2 separate regions of the Sus scrofa genome follow, and region 2 is linked to region 1. Evidence: chromatin contacts called from public HiChIP or PLAC-seq data. All regions are on one chromosome and are shown on one strand. Each heading gives the region's core, a stretch centred on a gene start, on an enhancer-like site or on the middle of the called end of the contact. The rest is flanking DNA. Distances are from core to core; before and after follow the strand shown.

The links. HiChIP or PLAC-seq counts read pairs in DNA pulled down with a chosen protein or histone mark.
Region 2: a contact with region 1 is called in an H3K27ac HiChIP or PLAC-seq map of alveolar macrophages. The contact joins two enhancer-like sites. A contact is called at or near these places in 1 of 5 promoter capture datasets (liver), 1 of 47 Hi-C or Micro-C datasets (embryonic fibroblasts) and 1 of 2 datasets of contacts at active chromatin or transcription factors (alveolar macrophages).

The regions. Positions count from the first base shown.
Region 1 is chr2:26,136,937-26,140,041 of Sscrofa11.1, forward strand. No RefSeq gene overlaps it. Among named protein-coding and RNA genes, the nearest start is that of APIP, 43 kb to the left of the region's middle. Within about 2 kb of position 1,550, at least 1 of the 83 cell types and tissues checked has an H3K27ac peak or open chromatin away from gene starts, as enhancers often do. A contact at or near this core is called in alveolar macrophages, where this site is marked.
Region 2 is chr2:26,295,505-26,298,609 of Sscrofa11.1, forward strand. The region is part of intron 7 of EHF (ETS homologous factor); the gene reads right to left. Among named protein-coding and RNA genes, the nearest start is that of EHF, 43 kb to the right of the region's middle. Within about 2 kb of position 1,562, at least 26 of the 83 cell types and tissues checked have an H3K27ac peak or open chromatin away from gene starts, as enhancers often do. A contact at or near this core is called in alveolar macrophages, where this site is marked.

The sequences.
Region 1 (3,105 bases), core at 300-2,799:
GGTACGGCAGCATATAGATCATCTAGTCGATCTGGCCTTGTAAATTACTGACAGACTATGGATTAACTCTAGGGTCAGATTATTTTCAGGAAGAAGGGCTAGTCAGTGATGAATGATGAAGATTGTGGTTTGGCTCACATTTTTGAGACCTCCCTCTCACCCCAAATTTATTTCAGAGCATCTTCTATTGTGCTCCATTTGGTCCTAATTAACTCGGGGGGGACTGGATTTTCCATTTCTGGAAACCCTGCCCTTGTTTTCTGGAGTGTTTCTACCAACACATGTCTACCTAGCTGGATTTACCACAGTGTCTGCCTTTGACCTGCTGTGGGTACCAGCCACTGAGGGGGGTGCCAGAACATTTGCCCCAATAGTCAAAAAGCATGATGACCAAATATTTACGGTGATGTCTGGCTGATGGGTTTTAAATTCCCCTTAAGATTGAGATCTATTTGTTTTCTTTTCTGGCTGCCCCGTGTCATACGGACTTCCTGGGCCAGGGATCAGATCGGAGTCACAGTTGCAAACTACACTGCAGCTGCAGCAATGCAAGATCCTTGAACCCACTGTGCTGGGGATAAAGCCTGCATGCTGGTGCTGCAGAGATGCCGCCGATCCTGTTGTGCCAGCTGGAACTCCCCGAGATCCAATCTTAAAGTTAATCTACATACTAGCCTTGTGGCCATACTAAGAAACTTCAAGAGGAGTCCTTTCCAGGGCTGCCTTCTGAGTATACTGGTACCTGGCATGGGTCCTTGGCTGACCTGGGACAGGTAAGCCTCTCAAAGTAAAAGATGGAATCCTCTTATAGATTTTCACTGTTGGATTTAAATTTAAATAAAACATTCTAACATTAGGTTGCTCAATGATGAAGAAAGGAATAAAAACAGATATGTTTTTATTTTTGTTTATTCATTCATTCAACGTGTATTGGTTGAGCGCCTGCTATGTGCCCAGCACTGTGCTCAGTGCTGGAGGTGTATTACGAGCAAAACCAGCCAGGTTTCTACCCTCAAGGAGGGGGAAGAAATTAGCCAAATCACAGGCAAACGGAAGAGTGTAAGTGTTATAAAAGAGAGCTATAGGGTGCTATGGGAACGTCTGATAAAGAAGCCTGACCTGGTTTTGGTTGGTCATGATGGTGGACTAAGGGAATATCTTCAAGTTCAATTGCTAAGAACGCAGGGGCCATTAATAGCTCATCATATTCGGTAGCCTTGGGAAAGTCTTAGCTATGGTGACCCTCCTCCATTCTTGGTGAGTTGTTCCAGGTTTCCTTCTGGATGGATGGAAGGAAAGACTAGAAAGTATCCGTGAAGGTTTAGGGGATGCATTTGGACAAAGAAGTCGTTCAATAACAGAATACAATTTCTCGATGTACTAAATTCAAGGCAGACTAGGCTAGTTGCTCCTTCCTGAATGAAAATCTATCAAATAGAATCTTAATAAGTTGACTGAATTCAGTCTTTGTGAACCATAAGAACAGCCAGTTCATATGGTTTGAGTTAACTTTGCAGACACTTCAGATAAGGAACCTTGAAGTGCAGTGATGATGAACACACTGATCTGAAACCACACAACGAGGAACCATGCCCACACAGTATTTTTGGAGGACAAAGGTCAGGAAAACTCTGTGGAAACAAAAAGATGTAAAAGAAAGACCCCTAGGCTGAGTGTCAGGGGACTCGGCTTTAACCCCAGCAAGGCCACTACATTTCCTTTGTGACTTTGTATAAGTTGCTTTCTGTCTCTGAAGCACCTCATCTGTGAAGTTGTGGGGTTTTACCTGTGATATTTCAAAGTCCATTCCTTCAAGACTCTCCTTGCTCCTTGGTCCTATAAGAGTAAGACTTAGAGTAACAAATGGCTGAAATCTCCAGCTCAGAAGACAACTGTCTCCCAGTTTCAACTCCTCTCCGCATGGACAGGTACAGACAAATATTTGCACACATCAGCCCGTATCTATCTGTCCACTGCATGTGCTAGGTTCCATGTGCACCAACAGAGGAAGAGATTCACGTTTCTTGGACACATGACTTGTGTGAGCTAAGAGCTCAGATCTGGATCTCAGCTAGCCAGCATTAACCATTGACTACCTGTGTGACCTGGGCAACTCATTTCAACTCTCTGAGACCCTATTTGCCCATCTGTGAAAGGACGATGACAATTGTCACATCTCAGCGTTGTCATGTGCCTGGTATACAATAGGTGGCAGTAGATAACTTTGTGGTTATGTGCTAAAATGCTCGACTCTGACTCCTGGGTTTGAATCCTGTGTCCACCACATACCAACTTTGTGCTCTTGGTCAGGTTACTTAACTTTCCCTGCATTTCACTTCCCAGTCTGTAAAAGGGACATGATAATTATAGTGGTGGGCATCAAATGCAATAATCCATGTACACACAAAGAATAGTACATGACTCTTAGCTGAACCTCAATAAAAGATAGCTATTATTATTATTAATAAAGAGTAGCTAATACTTTTTATATGAGTGCATATTACATATCAAAAATGCAAACATTCAGCAGGAAACCATTAGGGAGGGCATTATAGCCAAAGAATCAGAAAATAATTAAGGAGTTCCTGTTGTGGCTCAGCAGAAACAAATGTTACTAACATCCATGAGGATGCAGGTTTGATCCCTGGCCTTGATCAGTGGGTTAAGGATCTGGCATTGTCATGAGCTGTGGTGTAGGTCCCAGATGCGGCTCGGATCTGGCGTTGCTGTGGCTGTGGTGTAGGCTGGCGGCTACAGCTCTGATTAGACCCCTAGCCTGGGAACCTCTATATGCCACAGGTGCGGCCCTAAAAAGATAAAAATAAATAAATAAATAAGAAAATACTACTACTAGCTAATGCAAATGCAAACTCACTACTGAGCATTTTGTTTTTACCCTTGATGAAATTAGAGGTAGAACTGCTCCGCTCTCAGAAGCTGAATCCAAAGGAATCGGGAAGAAAATTCTTTCCAAAGTCCAGCTTGGCTGCTGGCACACATCATCTCCACCCTGCTGACCAGGGTGACTGCAGGCCAGCAGCCGAAGCATCGCAGCTCTCAGCAGAAGGGCAAGAGGTAACCACATAGGATTTAGGGTTGTCGAGA
Region 2 (3,105 bases), core at 312-2,811, 160 kb after region 1:
CCATTAGCCCCTAGTGAAAATGGCTAAGAAGACTAGCTTGTGTTTCTTGAGCACTTACTACGTACCAGGCACGGGGATCAGCACTTTACACGAATCACCTTATTTGATTCACACAACACCCCTGTGATACGGTAGGTACCAGCAGGAACCAGAGTTTACAGCTGTGCAGGAGCCGAGACACAGAGAGACCAAAGGACTTGTCTAAAGCCACACAGCCTGAAAGTGGAGCCAGGATACAAACAGGAACAAGTTGAACCCAGAGGTTTTACTCATAACCACCATTCTGTGCCATTTCCAAAAAAGGGGCCACAGAGCAGATTTCATAGTCATCTTCCCCACCAAGAATCAGGTTCAGTTCTGCAATGCTCTAGTTAGTGGGGGAAAGTCATTCCAATGTGATGATTGTGTGTTTCTCAACATGCAAGGACGCATTCACCCAGTTGATCACCCAGCCTGTCACAACTCAGAGCGGCCAGAAATTGGAAAGCCATGATGGGGTGGAGGAGAGACATGTAATGAGATCTGATTAGGAAACCTCCTTCTTCTGGTTCAGTGCACCACCTTCACCCCCAGCCCCCCACCCTGACATTGTCAGCAGGAGAGCCTGCACCTGAGTCGGATTTCTCCGAAACCTGGAAGAAGACGTTCACAGGAAATGCGAGGAGACGGCGCTCTCCCTCCCTGGAGGTTTCAGGGTGAGGTTGCGACATCCCATCAGGATGTGACAATATTGCGACAGGTTGGCATTCACCCCGGTTTCCAAGTGATACATCACCCTGACAGGGCCACGTTGTTCTGCAGACAAAGAGTGGCATTTACCCAGCAGGCCACAAGCAAAGCTCATTTTCAAATGGCATCCAGGAGGGATGCGGGGCCCTTTCTTGCAGAGCCAGGGTTGAATTCAGAAAAACCCAACTGTCTCTCAGCTTCTTGGCCTCCGTCATTGTTTAGGAAGGGCGAGCTCCTATAGAGTCAGTTATTTGGGGGGTAAGGTATCTTTATGAATAAAATGGAAACCTCGGAGCCTCTCCTCAGAAAAAGGCAAACAGGTGTGCCCTCGTGAAGTTCTGTAAGCAACTTCAGGAGCTTTGGGCACGCTTAAGTGTTCATGAACTCCAGATTAAGAACCCCAGACCAGCTACGCCACGAGGCTATGTTCCCTTTGAGATGTCAGCCATTTACCCCAGCTAGACTTCCAACCAACTTAGGAAACTCCCCCACTAAAAAAATTTCCCCCAATAAAAATATGGAAGAATATGCAGCCAAAGGCAAAAGAAAACTCGATTTTTTTTTTTTTTCAGCCTCTTCTGCCAGTCCCTAGTGCGTGGGGAGCAAGCTGTGGAATGGCTGACCTGCCTCGGCACTCAAATGCTTTGATCTGAAACTTCCCCTTCCTACGACGGCCTCTCCCCCTGGGTCTTCCCCTCACCCCCAATAAAAGTCAAAACCTTTGAAGTTAGCCATGTGGTTAAGTGAGTCATTCTTATAAAATAATGGCTTGCTCTGGGGAAGCTGTCCAGCTTGGCTTTCTCTTGCTCTGCTCCCAGGCACCTCAGGCCAAGGTCCAGCCTAGGCAGGGGCAGCACCAAGGCACACTTTTATGATGAGTTCCAGAGCATGACTTCAGCTAAGCTGCTTCGCCAGAAACAAAGATTAGAAACATTTGCATATGATTCAGCTGTGAGCCATTTCTTTACGGGATATACAAATTTCAGTGTTATAATGGACCAGGCCACCCTCGCTCTAGGCTCGGCAAGCTGATGAATAAACACATCAAGCCTGAGTTGGCATGATGGGCTTGAGGACTATCGGGCGGATCGGGAACACTGGTGGTGGATGTTTTATGAAATGAGCAGACGACAGAAAGCAAAACACAGCCCGCTTCTCCACCTGTGTTTATCAGCCAGGGCATCAGTTTACATGTGGCCTCACCTCAGTGCGGCTTGTAAGTTGCATTAAAACATATCAAGATATTGAACTGCACTCTGTGCCATGGGAGCTGGAAATCTAAAGGCTCAGACCAATGATGATGAAGGTCTTTTGGGGGGGCGGGGGAGGGGGTTCTGGTCCCAGCCAGTACAGACTAAGCTATTCTGAAAGGAATTGATCCTTGCCAGGCTGTAATTACCTATCCCATCTGGAGGGCTGTTATTGCAAAGAATTTACCAACCTAGGCGCTGAATTGATTTTTTTAAGTGATAATCCTGATAGGAGTCCTGGATGGCTTATTTTGTTTTCCAGCCTGTGTTATAATCGGGGGATAGGAATCCAGAGCAGGGGGATGAAGAATCGAGGGAGGTGAAGGAGAGCGGACTAGGAAAACCCTCTTAGGAAAGACCCTTCAGGAGTCCAATAGGCTGAGTCCAGAGGCGGTGAGTTCCCTGTTATTGCAAATATGAAAGCAGACATTGGCCCCTATTGCTTCTGAGACTCTAGAAAGCAAATGGGGACACAGAGGAGAGCAGGGTGGCCTGGCTGTGAGGGCAGCAGAGCTATGATTATGGTTTTTTTGTCTCCCAGGTGCCTCAAGACCTAACCACCCCGAGGCTCAGGAAGTGGATGGTTTGACTTTACTCTCCGTTGGAATTTTCTGCCCCAAAGCCAAAGACCCAGGTCGAGGCGACGCCTTAGGAAGCGTGAAAGGAAGTTAGAGGGTGACCAGGGTGGTTTCCTCAGTCTTGAAAACCTTGGTCTTGACGGAGTGGCAGTGATTGCCACAGACCTTTTAGCCCACTTGGCTCATTTCCCCCAGAATGGCAAGTCCACGGCAGAACCTTTCCAGTGTTTGATCTATTTCCTAATTTCAACAAGTGCCATGTGAATGCTGTGGATGAGGGTGGGGGAGTCAAGAAATGAACTGGCCTCCATTCTTAACCTCAATTCCAAAAGCATTTACCCTGGCTCCCAGCTCTGTCGCATTCGAAGGGGCTTGACCTAAAGAACCTCAAACCAAAAGCCGTCATTATTTCAGTTCTCAAAAACACACTCAACAAAAGCAAAAACAAAAATGAAAAAAAAAGGGGGAGGGGTGGTGGAATGGTTGTTTGATTCTGTGCTTTCTTCCACCAACACTTTTAAATTCCGTCCCAATTTAAATTGAGGCTA